Regions from separate parts of the Mus musculus genome. Here regions 2 and 3 are each linked to region 1. The links are chromatin contacts, called in public HiChIP or PLAC-seq and Micro-C maps. All regions are on one chromosome and are shown on one strand. The core of a region is the stretch at or near the end of the contact, and the rest is flanking DNA. Distances in the headings are between cores, read along the strand shown.

What was found. A called contact is a pair of places that touch in the nucleus more often than the background predicts. HiChIP or PLAC-seq counts read pairs in DNA pulled down with a chosen protein or histone mark.
Region 2: a Micro-C map of muscle stem cells shows a contact between it and region 1, with 2.5 times the contacts expected there. The contact joins two enhancer-like sites. A contact is called at or near these places in 1 of 39 promoter capture datasets (liver) and 8 of 484 Hi-C or Micro-C datasets (the HL-1 cell line, the HPC-7 cell line, embryonic fibroblasts and 4 more).
Region 3: a contact with region 1 is called in an H3K27ac HiChIP or PLAC-seq map of embryonic stem cells, with 15 read pairs. The contact joins two enhancer-like sites. A contact is called at or near these places in 10 of 484 Hi-C or Micro-C datasets (the Ba/F3 cell line, the CH12 cell line, the G1E-ER4 cell line and 7 more), 5 of 115 datasets of contacts at active chromatin or transcription factors (double positive thymocytes, embryonic stem cells and stem cell-derived neural progenitor cells) and 2 of 9 other capture datasets (adipose tissue and liver).

Annotation. Positions count from the first base shown.
Region 1 is chr14:21,657,771-21,662,263 of GRCm38.p6, forward strand. It overlaps Kat6b (K(lysine) acetyltransferase 6B), which reads left to right. Exons shown (of 17, transcript NM_017479.3): 13 at 2,973-3,204; 14 at 3,658-3,817; 15 at 4,388-4,493. Among named protein-coding and RNA genes, the nearest start is that of Dupd1, 55 kb to the right of the region's middle. Within about 2 kb of position 2,076, at least 36 of the 459 cell types and tissues checked have an H3K27ac peak or open chromatin away from gene starts, as enhancers often do. A contact at or near this core is called in embryonic stem cells and muscle stem cells, where this site is marked.
Region 2 is chr14:21,438,309-21,442,801 of GRCm38.p6, forward strand. The region is part of intron 10 of Adk (adenosine kinase); the gene reads left to right. Among named protein-coding and RNA genes, the nearest start is that of Gm52152, 22 kb to the left of the region's middle. Within about 2 kb of position 2,428, at least 46 of the 459 cell types and tissues checked have an H3K27ac peak or open chromatin away from gene starts, as enhancers often do. A contact at or near this core is called in muscle stem cells, where this site is marked.
Region 3 is chr14:21,471,859-21,476,351 of GRCm38.p6, forward strand. All of the region lies in intron 1 of Gm30363 (a long non-coding RNA gene), which reads right to left. Among named protein-coding and RNA genes, the nearest start is that of Gm30363, 9.5 kb to the right of the region's middle. Within about 2 kb of position 2,478, at least 15 of the 459 cell types and tissues checked have an H3K27ac peak or open chromatin away from gene starts, as enhancers often do. A contact at or near this core is called in embryonic stem cells, where this site is marked.

The DNA.
Region 1 (4,493 bases), core at 826-3,325:
TCCCCAGGGGTAGTTGAAGTTTTCTGATTGAAAGTGTCCTGCGTTAAGGAGAGGTGTGAGCACGCCGTGGGGATCTATTCACCAGGGGTGTATTGTACTTGTTTCAGATGCTTCAGGACAATACACCGGCTTCCAAGATAAGTGCTTTTTATTTCCCTGCATCTTAGATCAATTATTTGGAATCTTTTTGGTAAGTTAAACTTAAGAGCTTAAACCATCACATCTCTGTAATTAATAAGTCAAATGTTCTTACCAAAATTTACTGTGTCTGCTTTATATTGTAACTGTGCTTTGAGGAGCTGAGAGAAAGTAGGAAGGGACAGAAGGTGGCAAGAAGCCCCTCACTTAACACCCATGTCGCGAAGGACAGCATAGGTCAGCATCAGCAGCTCAGCTCCTTCCAGGCAAGCGCCTGCCGCAGATGACATTTATAGCCAGCCGCTCTTCTGTCGTCAGTGCACAACCAGGAGGCACAGCACCTTTCCAAACAGCACAGATTGTCATTCTGCATGCCATTTCAGTCAACTAGTAAGAAATAAGACATGTGTTCATGGTCATTTTTACTGTTCCTGGTGGATTCTGTTTAACATCAGAGCATCCTCCGTCATGGGGAGATTCCAAATAGTTCTCGGCAAAAGTGCCATTTTCTTCCTGGCTGCAACTTCTTTGAGGGTCTCTGGATTCCCAGAGGAGGAGGAGACACACTACAAGCAGGGCCAGGCACCTCAGGGCATTGGCTTTGGGTGGTGTTTGGTGCTCATCATCCCTGGGATGTGTGCAGGAGGTTCTGACTAAACATTGGGTTTCCAGTCATATTCTCGGCACCCTGAAAAGTATCCCTCCCAACAAGTGCTTGCAGAGTCCCTGCCTCTTCACAGCCTCTGAGTGCACACACAACAGGAGGGTGCTTTGCTGGGAGAGACCAGTGGGCTCAATGTCCATGACACATAGAGCGTGTTACCTTCCACCTATGGGGCAGCAGTCCTGCGCTGCAGTCAAAAGGCCAAGGAATTGTCAGGAGTCAGCCTTTTGACACTGCAGGAGTGGAGGGTACTGAAAGGTTTGTACTCCAGTGCTCCCCAGGGGCTCAGCTTGCTGGCTCGCCTAAATTACCGCATGCTTTTTAGACTCGGGGTACAAGAACAGCTAGGTAAAATTGAAAGGGAGGGTGGGAATGCTTCCCTCTTAGGTCAAAGTGTGGGAACATAGAGACATAATAAAAACCGTGCCTCCAGGGTAAGGTAGTTCTGTGTAGTGGTGAGCGTAGGTGGGAGGGGGAACTGCTTGTAGGCCAAATTTCTGCCTTCAACAGTGGGATTCACATGAATCAGTGAGGGCCTGGGGACTTCCATAGTTAGTCACTGCAGGGAACTTTTAATTGTGGGATCTTGTGGACAAAGGGAACAGTTATCATCCATGGTTCTATACCTGCGCCTCACCCCCCCACCCCCGGCAGAAGTACAGAGCTGGGGCTCCCAGCTGACTAAGTAAATTTCTCAGGCTATGCCAAGCACTTAGGGAGCAGGTGACGGGATACGCCAGTTTTCTGTGCTGAGGTTTGGGCTTCCTCCACTGCTCTGGCAACGCAGCACTCTCCATGTTGACAGGACACGATATGGGCTGGCTGCAGCACAGCAGCTGTCCACGTTAGCATTCCTGACACCGCTGTTGAAAACCTCAGTGTGGCAGAGCGGCACGCGCCGACAGTGGCTTGGCTGTTAAAGTCTGGTGTTTGTTTGCATTCAATACTTAAACAGGACGAGAGGAGTTAAACCAAAAATCTTAGGCAAAACACGATGCTTATTTTATTTCTATTCTGTATGATGACATTCAAATAAAAGCTGTCAAGATGCAGCATGCTGTTGAGGTAGAGTGTCTTTTTCTAGATTTCTGCATTATTTGCAAGTGGTTTTGAGAAACAGGAAGAAAATGGATCCAAGGCATTGATTTCTCTTTGTAACAACAACAGAAAAACTAAAACAGAAAATTCTTGCAAGTGCAGCCATTTTGGAACTGTAGATGAAGGGGAGGAACGCTGATGTCTGGGTTGGTGTAGAGTGGCCTGGTTTGGTGAGTGCTGCCACCTACTGTCTGTGCTGATGTTTGTTTACACGCAGGAGGTTCACGGAGGTGAACCTCAGGGAGGTGAGGCTGTTGAAACAATTAGAGCAAAGAAGCCATCACTACTTGACAGTCAATTCTTCTCTCCTCCATTACTGCCTCTTAATTACCGAGACAGCCACCAGCTTCCGTTCATTTCCTCTAAGTGGGCTTAAAGTCTTCTCATTTCAGAGTTTCTTTGCCAGAAAAGCTGTGCGGTTCGAGCTTCATGTGCTCGTGTATTTTATTTGTAATTGTAGGAGCCACATTCTCAGGTTGGCTTAGTTTTTATGAGAAGGGTAAAAATAGAGCTAGCATCGTAGATTTGCGTTTGCCACCATAGGCGTGAAAGCCAGTGTTTTATTAATACTAAAACAGCTTCAAATCAGCCGCTGGTTAAACGGAACAGGCAGTGCAGGCTGTGTCAGCCGAAGCCCCTTCACTAAGCCCCAGCTGTCAAAGGGTCATCGGGTCCTCTGTGGAAAACAACCTGCCCATTAATGTCGGGGTGGTCCCTCCCCAGGATCCGAGAGATCCTGACATTGAGTATCCGAGAGAATTTCAGGCTTGCAGGGGATTTATGTGTGGAGATTCCCCAGAAGTCTCTTTAGTCTTAGCTTTCAACCTCCGTGACACACAACACCATGTATGTTAGCTGCCACCAGCTGTGTGAATTCGCTTACAGTGTCACCACAAAAGTTGACAAGCAGAAATTTGACGAGGTGACATCACTGTAATTGAGAGAGGTGACGAGCTTGACAGGACACACTTGACCTGTGTGATGCTTTTACCTTGTGGCTGATGACATTGTTCCTAGTCCTGGCCCTAGCTCTGACAACCAAGCTGAGTGCAGTTTTGCTTTTCCTGCCTAGGCTATTTGCTTTCTCGAAGAGAAGGCCAAGCAGGGTCTCCCGAAAAGCCGCTCTCTGACCTGGGCCGGCTCTCCTACCTGGCCTACTGGAAAAGTGTCATCTTGGAATACCTCTACCGCCACCACGAGAGGCACATCAGCATCAAGGCCATTAGCAGAGCCACAGGCATGTGCCCACATGACATCGCCACCACTCTGCAGCACCTCCACATGATTGACAGGAGGGATGGCAGGTGAGTGCCCTGCTTTCTGCTTTCTTGATCCACAGCAGGATCAAGCCTGTTGTTGTTGCTTTTGCTGGTTTTCCATTTTCATAACCTGGGTCAAAGGAATCTGGATTGGCCAGGGACTTTGTTCTTTTAAAACAGTAGCCCAGGTAACCTTCAAACTCATGCGATCCTCCTGCCTCAGTTCTGGATTACAGGTATGCACCAGCATGTCCACCATTTAATCTTGAGTTGGTTTGGTTTGGTTTGGTTTGGTTTGGTTTGGTTTTCTAGACAGGGCCTCACTGTATAGCCCTGGCATCCCTCCATCTCAGTTTGTTAGACCAGGCTGGCCTTGAACTCACAGAGAGTCTCCTGCCTCTGCCTCCCCCAAGTGCTAAGGTTAAAGGTGTATGCAACCACACCCCACTAGCTCTCAGTTTTTTTAATCTCACTTTGTCTTGTCTCCCTATATTACAGGTTTGTCATCATTAGAAGGGAAAAGTTGATATTGGGCCACATGGAAAAGCTGAAGAACTGTTCCCGACCCAATGAACTTGATCCGGAGAGTCTAAGATGGACCCCAATGTTAATTTCTAATGCTGTGGTTTCTGAGGAAGAGCGAGAAGCTGAGAAGGAGGTGATGACGAGTCATCCTGAGTGGTGACTTTTGTCTTGTAGTTGCTTAAGCTAAGAGAGTCATTTGCGTCATTGTGAAAGCTCAGTTATAACGCTTATGAAACGATACAGCGCTAATTTATCCTAACCGATTAAGACATGATAATTTTATTGAATTAAGTATGAAAAATGAGACATTTATCATTGATCACACCGAGGCACTCAGCACTGACAGTATGTAATCAGATCAGACTTGGTGCTGGGCTGCAGTGCTGCCATGTTAATCGATTCTTTGTGTTTATAAACTTGCGTAGAGTGCTCCATGCCAGTGAGCATGTAATGTAGTGATAAAGAGCTTGAATCAATTCACTGCATCGTTAACACCACTTACTATCCCATGAAACCCAGCCGTAACACCACTTACTATCCCATGAAACCCAGCCGTCTTAGGTCTGCTCTCCTAACTGATACAGCTGGAATGTGCTTGACCAGCTGGTCAGAACTCACTTAGAGAGAGATCCTTTTTCATTGATCCTGGAGGCTCCAGCCGTGTAACTGACCTCACCGATGACCATTTTGCTCCCCACCCCAGGCTGAACGACTAATGGAACAAGCCAGCTGCTGGGAGAAGGAGGAGCAAGAGATCCTGTCGTCCAGAGTTAGCAGTAGGCAATCGTCTGCAAAAGTACAATCAAAGA
Region 2 (4,493 bases), core at 1,178-3,677, 220 kb before region 1:
TTCTTTGTCCTTGCTTGGTCTAACAGGTGATGAAGTTGATTGGCCTGCAGAGAACTTTTCACTGACCTCCAGTAGTGGTGCTGCGAAGGAAGGCTCTATAAATAGATCTATTTGCATACTTTATCATGCTTTCTCTTCTAGATGGCTTTCAAGTATTCCCTACAAGATGATCCGTGTTTTCCCTGACTGCTGCTTCCTAACTGATCCACATTCACTCTGTCCTATACTCCACTCCATTTTCTTATAGCCAAAATAATAAGTTTAGAGAGAAATTCAGTTGTTTCTCTCATGGTTCTATGGACAGTGGCTCCATATTGGTTTGACACAATGGTCTAATAGAACTCTGTGACCTTCTTCCCTGTCTCTTCCCCTAATCTTAGCTGCAAGCTCTGTGTATACCGCTCTTCTTTCTGGCCTTAAATACTTTGCACAATTGAACTATAAACGGGAACTCAGAGTAGGTCTGTGGTGGGCATGTGTGATACAGAAGCCACTGTTCCAAGCACAGCGCTCTAAGAAGCATCCTAGGATGCTCCAGGGGCCTCTGCTGAATCTCTCTGGTAACATTTTCTCTTTACTTCTGCCAAAATCGCCTAACTGGAGGTCCTATAATCAGAGCGCAGCAGTATGAGACCATATCACAGCACAAACCTTCAAATGCTCTCCTTGTTGCTTGGCTTGCCGTGCCTTCAATACCACTGATCTTATATTGTTCTCCAACATGGACTTTGCTCTAATGCTTCCCTATTTTCTTCTGTATATAATGTCCATCTCTCACAGCACCCACCAAGGCTCTGTTCATGACACCTCCTCCAGGAATCATTTCTTGATTTCTTCGGATACAGATTTTTTTTTCTCCTGAAGCAGAATAATCTAAGACACTCTATATTATCTATCTTTGAATTCTTTGGTATGTAGCCCAGTACCTAGATATCCAGATATACAACCTTTGCAAAACTAGAGCCTTTGAGTTACAGTCTCTCCTGCTATATGGCATCTTGGGTCTGGTGTCTACTGGTGCAGGAGATGAGAAGGTTAAGCAGGCGGGAGTATGCACCAAAGTTGACACTAAATGGCAGGCATCTTTGTGTTTGTTTGTTTGTTTGTTTGTTTTAAAGCAAGTTCCCCAGGCATAGTATTGTGTACCTTTAATTCTAACACCAGAACTCTGTGATCAGGGACACCCACAACCAGATACAAAGGAAAATCAGGGAAACTCAGTAGCCCAGACCAGCCTGGAGTTCACTATGTAACACTCAGCTACCACACCCAGCTTCTAAAGGGCAGGTGTCTTTTTTTAAAAGCAAAAGACTAAATTGACCTGGAAATGACAGAGAGCAATGTGTGTGTGCGCACATGTAGACAGGCTATTGCTTGCTAAAATATCGTATCGGGTTTGCTTTAATTGCATGGTGATGCCTTTAAGAACAAAGGTAATTACATGATAACTTGTGTTACTGCTCCCACATTATCTCTTAATAACTATGTAATTAACTTGTCACTACTGTACAATGTGAAGTTTGATATTACTTACATATAAAGAGCATCGATAACTTCAGTGAACAAGCTGGAGTGAGGCCAGGGACAGAGGCAGTGAGGAAATCACCACATCAGAGCAGTCAGGAAAGCAAAGGATTAATTAGATCGTTGGACCTGTCCAGAGGACTGAAACCAAAGCCACAGCCAACAGCTGCAGAGCTGGGGTTGAGTCATGTGACCTTCTGAAGCTACCGAGCCTGCAGCTGAGAGGATGCTGAGAAGGTTGAGGAGCCGCTGGGGTTGGGTACAGTGCAGAGGCCCTGCACTCTCTGCTGTTTGGAAGAGTTTCTCTTTAAGTAAACATGGGGGAGAGGGCTTGTTTGGTTGTGGTAGTTGAGACAGGATCTTACTATGTCTTCTAAGGTAGACTTGTCCCTGCCTCAGTCTTCTGGTGACTAGGATCACAAGCCAGCACCACTAGGCCTGAATCAACATTAAAAACAATAATAAAGGGAAAATCAGCCAGATGAGGAGGCAGGCACCTGTAAGCCCTTGGGAAGACCAGGGATCCAAAGCTATCTCAGCCAGAGACAGACAGACAGAGTCACACAGACAGACAGACAGAGACAGAAAGAGACAGAGAGAGGCAGAGACACACAGACAGATAGACAGACAGAGAGAGACAGAGAGAGGGAGAGTCAGAGTCACACAGACAGAGACAGACAGAGAGACAGAGATACAGAGAGAGACAGAGACAGAACATACCTAGGACCAACTAGGGCCATGTGAGATACTGTCTAAAACAGAGAGGAAGACATTTCTCATCTCGTTTCACCAGCATCTTGAGTTTGTGTGTGTGTCATACATGGCAAAGATGTGCAGCCCCAGAAACTCTGATTCACTGCTGGTGAAAATGAAAACTAGGATGGCCACTTGGGAATACAGTCTGGCAGTTCCTTACACACTACACATATGCTTACCATATGATCCAGCAATTGTGTTCCTTGGCTGCCCAAATGAGCTGAAAACTTATGTCTGCACAAAAACCTGTACACAAATGTGTATAGCAGTTTTACCCATAAATGACAAGACTAAGAAGCAACCAGCATGCTCTTCAGCCTGTAGGTAAATGAGTACGCAAGCCATGGTCTATGCTACTCAATATGACCAAGCCAGTAAGAGGTGGTAAATGGGGCTGCAGTGATAAGTCACTGGTTAAGAGCACTGGACACTCTTGCATAGGACCCAAGTTTGATGGCACTTCACAACCCTCCATGATTCCTGGACCAGGGGATCTGATTCCCTCTTCCGGCCTCCAAGGGCACCAGGCACATGGCAAATAACTATACACACGGGCAATAACACGGTACACATAAAAATAAATTTTCCAAAAGAAGAAATAAGTGAATGGGGCTGACAAAGTGGCTCACTGTGTAAAGGTGCCTGCCGTGGGGCCTCTGAGTTCAATACCCAGATCCATATGGTCCAAGGGGAGAACTGACTCCAGCAAATTGTCCTCTAACCTCCACATACTCGCCATGGCACAACACACTTAATGTAAAAAAATATATTTGTAAAGTAGTCAGTTTTATGTTACATATATTTTTCAAGGTGCAGGCATCTTAGAAGCTTGGTATGGTGCACATGCCTTCAATCCCAGCGCTAGGGAGGCAGAAGTAAGTGGATCACACTGAGTTGGAGGCCAGCCTGCTCTACATAGGTTGTTCCAAACCAGCCAGAGCTACACAGTAAGGCCCAATCTGAGGGCTGGGAGGGGGGCGCTTAGGCTGTTAATTCATTCACATTATAAAGGAATTCCCTCTCATTTTTAAATATAAATATGAACATTAGGTAAATTTATACATTCTTTATGATTAATAAAGACTACTTCGTGAAGGCCCCACCTCTAATTGATTATGCACTATCTGTAGTTCATCTTTGCTAGGTTTTAAGAATAGATTATTGAAAAGCTGAGACTCTGCAGGGTCCAAAGGTCTTCGCTTTTGTTGGCATCCAGGTTTTCCTTGTCAGAGTAAATGGGACTTCAGTGCACAGCCACGCATCCGTCAGCTGGCTCTCCTCTCAGAAGGAGGGTGCCAGCACTTAGCCTCACAGAATGTTCCACAACATGAGCTTTTCTCACAAAGATCATGGCAGGAAGAATGAGGAAAACAGATGTTGCTCATAAGGGTTCTAATAGATGTGTTTCCATTGTAAGCTGATCGCACTCTGAACCTGGCGTCTGCCCCATTCGCTGTGTGGGCTGAACATTTCAGTCTCAGAGTTTGGCAGAAAGTTTATACTGACCTTTGCCTGTTACCTGTAAACCGTGAAAAAAAATACTCTTGAGAGAATGAGTTCACATTCTTCCAAAGGCATCATTCTATTAGCCAAATTAATTCTCTTCTGTAATTGGGCAAACATTTTATCACCTACGGAGCATTTCCCAGGCCTGGCCAGGGAAAAGAGGAAGGGCATCAATCTGGTGTGCTCTCTGCAGGCCGTGGTAGCCCAGCTTCACATTAACCTCCAGCTCCACCCTGCACCCTAGGCTGCCTGGGCCTCAGGGAAGGCCGGAAGTCCACTAGCACAACAGTTTCTCATTATCCTGTCCTGAATATTTGAGCTCAGAGACAGCTCAGGTTCCCCAGAGGCAGTAGCACAGGTTTTTCTGGTTTTGATCTATCTTATTAGTGACTACACCTTTTTCCTTCCTTCCTTCCTTCCTTCCTTCCTTCCTTCCTTCCTTCCTTCCTTCCTTCCTTCCCTCCCTCCCCCCTTCCCTCCCCTTTCCTCCCCTCCTCTCCCCTCCCCTCCCCACCCCTTCCCATCCCTTCCCTTCTTTCCTGTCCTTCCTTCCCGTCCTGTCCTTTCTCTCCTTTCTTCTGTGTTAAAGTTCTGTTTTATAAACTTTGACATGCAGTGTGCCCTTCACTGTGGGCACACCCACCATCCCATGCCTGTCCAGAACTCTTTCCTGCCCCCACTCAGACATTCGGATTTCCTCCCCTGGA
Region 3 (4,493 bases), core at 1,228-3,727, 190 kb before region 1:
GATTTGTGTGTCCAAGCAGAGGGTGCACCTAGAACTCAAAGCTAAGACTCACCAGCCCTGTAGTTAATCTGGACATAGCTGACCCGTCTCAGTCAGTAAGAACTGTGGCCTTCTTGGCATGTCGGGCTGTTTTGTCCACCAGGCCCTCCCTGGTGCCCAGTCCAGGACCTCAGACTTGAGCAGCACTCCATAATTGTTCACTGATTCAAAGAGGGAGAGAGGTTAGAAATGCAGCCCAGCTGGTAGGATTTGTGCTTAGCAAGCATGAGGCCCTGGGTTTCATCCTTAGCACAGGACAGCCTGGGCAGGGTAGGTGGAGGAGGGGGGGAAGAAATCAAGAGGGTCAGAAGTTCAAGGTCAGCCTCATCTATATAGCAAATTCCAGGCAAAGATAGTTGGGTGTGGTGGTATACTCTTTACCTTCCATCTCTAGGAAGGCATAGGCAGGAGAATTTCTATGAGTTAGAAGCTACGCTGGTCTGCATAGAGCTCCAGGTCATCTATATTTAAAAAAAAAAAAAGCTGTCAAGAAGAAAGAAAAGAAAGAAAGGAGGAGGAAGTGAGGAGGAGGAGGAGGAAGAGAGAAGGAGAGTGGGAGAAAAAGGAAGCCAAGCAAAGATGGATAAAATTTCTCTGAAACCAAACCCACACTTAGTACTCTGGAGGCATAGAGGGTAGAAGATAGCACCAGTCCTTTATTCAGGGTTCCGGAAGCCTAGGAATAGATGTGCTAAGCCACCCAGGTCCCTTCTGTCACCAAAAGAGGTCTTGGAGAAAGGCATAAAAAGTGCCATGATATCTAAAGCTGAGAAAGAAGGCAAGGTAGTGTGAATGAGTGGCTTTGGGGACCTGCCAGAGGAAACAGGAACGCTATCCTAATGGTGAGATAGAACGAGGAGAGGGTCCACCCCCCACAGGAAGTTGCAACCACCTAGCACCCAGAACTTGAAGTCTGGGGTGTGAGGAAGGCAGAGAGAGAGCCCTGTGTGGACAGCAGTGTGATCCTTCCTTCTCCATCATAATCCTAACTGTGTGAAACTGTGGAAATGACTCAGACACAGGGCAGAGTCACTGCCACCCCTGGCATAGACAGACCTGCTGTCACCAAGCAACAGAAATTTTCTATAGGATAAATGTAAGCAAAAGACGTCAAAGGGTGGAGGCAGAAAACCACCTTATCCCTGACTTCCCTGGACCTAGAGAGACACTTTTGACTAGTATTCTTTCAGAGTCTGGAGGAATTTTCAATATTTAGCCTTCAAAACAGTGACTGGCAAGCCAGGCTCTGGTAGTACTTGCCTTTAATCCCAGGACTGGAGAAGAAGAAGCAGGAGGATCGAGTTAGAGGCCAGCCTGTTCTACAAACAAACAAACAAACACCAAAGTAAAAATAGCGACTGCAGAGCTGGAGACAGCTCAGTAGTTAAGAGCCTGTACTGCTCTTCAGAGGACCTGAGTTTGGTTTCAAACACCCTCATCAGGTGGCCCGCAGCAACCTCCAATTCAAGGGGGTCCAACTCTTCTGGCCTCTAAGAGCAGTGCACATATATGGCACATATACAGACAAGCAGGTACACATAAATATAAACTAAATGAAAAAATTAAACCCCTAGAGACTGGAACGGCTTTAGCAGGGTCTTTTATATCCCAGGATGATCTGGAACTCACTATGTAGCCAAGAATGACTTTCAATTTCTGGTTTTTAGCCCTTCAACTTCAGAATGATGGGATTGCAGATATATACCACCACATCTGGTTTATATAGTCCTGGGAATCAAATCTGGGAGTTCATGCATGTTAGGCAATCATTCTAACAACCAGGTTATAATCCTGAGCCTTGTGTGTGTGTGTGTGTGTGTGTGTGTGTGTGTGTGTGTTAAAGCCAGGAGATAGTTGTGAATGCCTTTAATCCCAGTACTCAGAAGCCAGCGGCAGATGGATCTCTGTGAGTTCAAAGCCAGCCTGGTCTACAGAGTGAGTTCCAGGGCAGCCCAGGCTGCACAGAGAAACCATGTCTCTAGAAAGAATAAAAATTCACACACAGGTTCTTGAGACTGTAAATTCTTTAAAATGGTTTATTTATGTATTCATTAATTTTATGTGTATGGGTGTTGCCTCAATTGTTTTTCTATTGCTATAACAAGACACCATGGTCAAAGCAATTTATGAAAGAAACTATTTAGCTTGGGAGCTCCAGAAGGTTAACGTCCATGGTCATCATGGCAGAGAGCAAGGCGGCAGGTAGGCAGGCATGGTGTTGGAGCAGCAGCTAAGAGCTTAAATTCTGATCCAAAAGTTGGAGGCAGAAAGAGCTAACTGGCAATGATGTAGGTTTTTGAAACTTCAAAGCCCATCACAGTGACAAACCTCTTCCAAAACAAGGCCATATCTCCAAACCAAACAGTTTCACCAACTTATAGAGGCCACCTCCAGTAGGGAGACAGGGAAGTGAGGGAGGGGGTTGCCATCCCACAGTCACAACTCTGACCTGACCAAGCCGGCCCAGTCAGTCATCAGGTTCTCAAGCTCAGGAGTGAGGGTTAAAAAAAAAAAAGACAGTTAGACAACATTGTAGCATGACCCCAGTTAATTCTGAGACTGAAAGCAAATTTAATTTTCTCAATCCACTTTTTTGTTTGTTTGTTTGTTTGTTTGTTCTGTTTTTCGAGACAGGGTTTCTCTGTGTAGCCCTGGCTGTCCTGGAACTCACTTTGTAGACCAGGCTGGCCTTGAACTCAGAAATCCACCAGCCTCTGCCTCCTGAGTGCTGGGATTAAAGGCGTGCGCCACCCCCACCCCCAATCCACTTTTTATACCATTTTAATTACATGCAAGTATTCAGGGCAAGTAGTACAATGAGGGATCAAGCAATAAACACAAAGCCCCAGGGTCACTCCGGTGATTGCTGTTTCTAAGGATGATCAAGATATCTGAGCCTACTTCTTTGTTCTACCCTAAAACCAGATTCTTACTGCCTTGTCCTTGGCCAATGTCAGATTCCTGCCTGAGCTTACTTCCTTGTCATGGCCAAAGTCAGATTCCCGCCAGAAGCCCATTTCCTTGTCCTTGGCCAATGTCAGATTCCTGCCAAGCATAACCCCCAAAGGCTCTCCACACTGATCTATAATTGTTCCTGTCTGAAAGAACCTCAAGGATGGAATGGAGGGGAGCCTGAGGAAAAGAAGGTCCAGCAACAGGCCCAAAGTGGGATCCAGCTCAAGGGGAGGTCCCAAGGCCTGACACTATTACTGAGGCTATGGAGCACTCACAAAAAGAGACCTATTATGACTGCCTTCCAGAACACCCAATAAGCAGATGGAAGAGTCAGGTGTGGATATTTGCACCCAACCAATGGACAGAAGCTGCTGACCCCGTGGTTGAATTAGGGAAAAGCTGGAAGAAGCTGAGGAGGACCAGCAGTCTCAATTAACCTGGACCCCCAAGATCTCTCAAACACTGGATCACCAACCAGGCAGCATACACCAGCTGATGTGAGGCCCCCAACACATATACAGCAGAGGACTGCCAGGTCTGGGATCAATCAGAGATGATGCACCTAACCCTCAAGAGAGTGGGAGCCCCAGGGAGTTAAGAGGTCTGGTTGGATAGAGGGTGGGGGTGGGGACATCTTTGTCAAGATAGAGGGGTGGGGAGGAGGTATGAGTTTTGGAAAAGTCAGAAGGTGGAGTTGGGGCAGGGAATAAAATTTGGAGTGTAAATAAATATAAAACAAAAAAAGAAGAAAAGATTTATTTTTGATGTGTGGCTGACAGGTGTGGGAACACATACTTGTAATATCAAGTGTGAGGTGGAGGCAAGCAGATCAGGAGACTAAGATCATCTTTAGCCACACAATAAGTTTGTGACCAGCCTGGACTACATATGACCCCCACCTCAAAACAATTATCTATTTTACAGGTAAACAAGCTGCCATTTGAGATTTAAACTCAGGTGTTCTTGGTGCCAAAACCTTAGCATTTGCCTATCCACTAGGTCATGTTACCTACTAGAGCAGATGTAGGAAGAGAAAGAGAGAGGAGGACAAATCAGGGGATGGAGAGAGAGGAAGAATGGGGAAGTGGACAGCAGGTGAGAAGGTGCCAGTGCTCCTGAGATGGGCCCTGTTGAAAAATAACCTGCTCTGTTTAAGTGCATGTGGGCTGGTACACACCCACACACTGGAAACATGGAATTGTTCATCGCAGGAAAATATAAAGAGAAAAGAACTGTGGTCTCTCGCTGCTCCAGAGCTTCTGTAACTAGAGAGGAACTGCCACTTTATTGGTGTGGGTTTATTTTCAACAATGAAGGCATTGTAGAGCTGGACATGGTGCTGCATGCCTGTAATTCCAGCACTTGGGAGGCTGAAGCAGAGGAATGAGGTGTATAAATAAGTCCAGCCTTAGGTACACAGGAGTTCAAGGCCAGCCTGAGAGAGTCTGTCTTACCACCCATAAACAAACAAACACACATATGCATACCATAATGTAGTA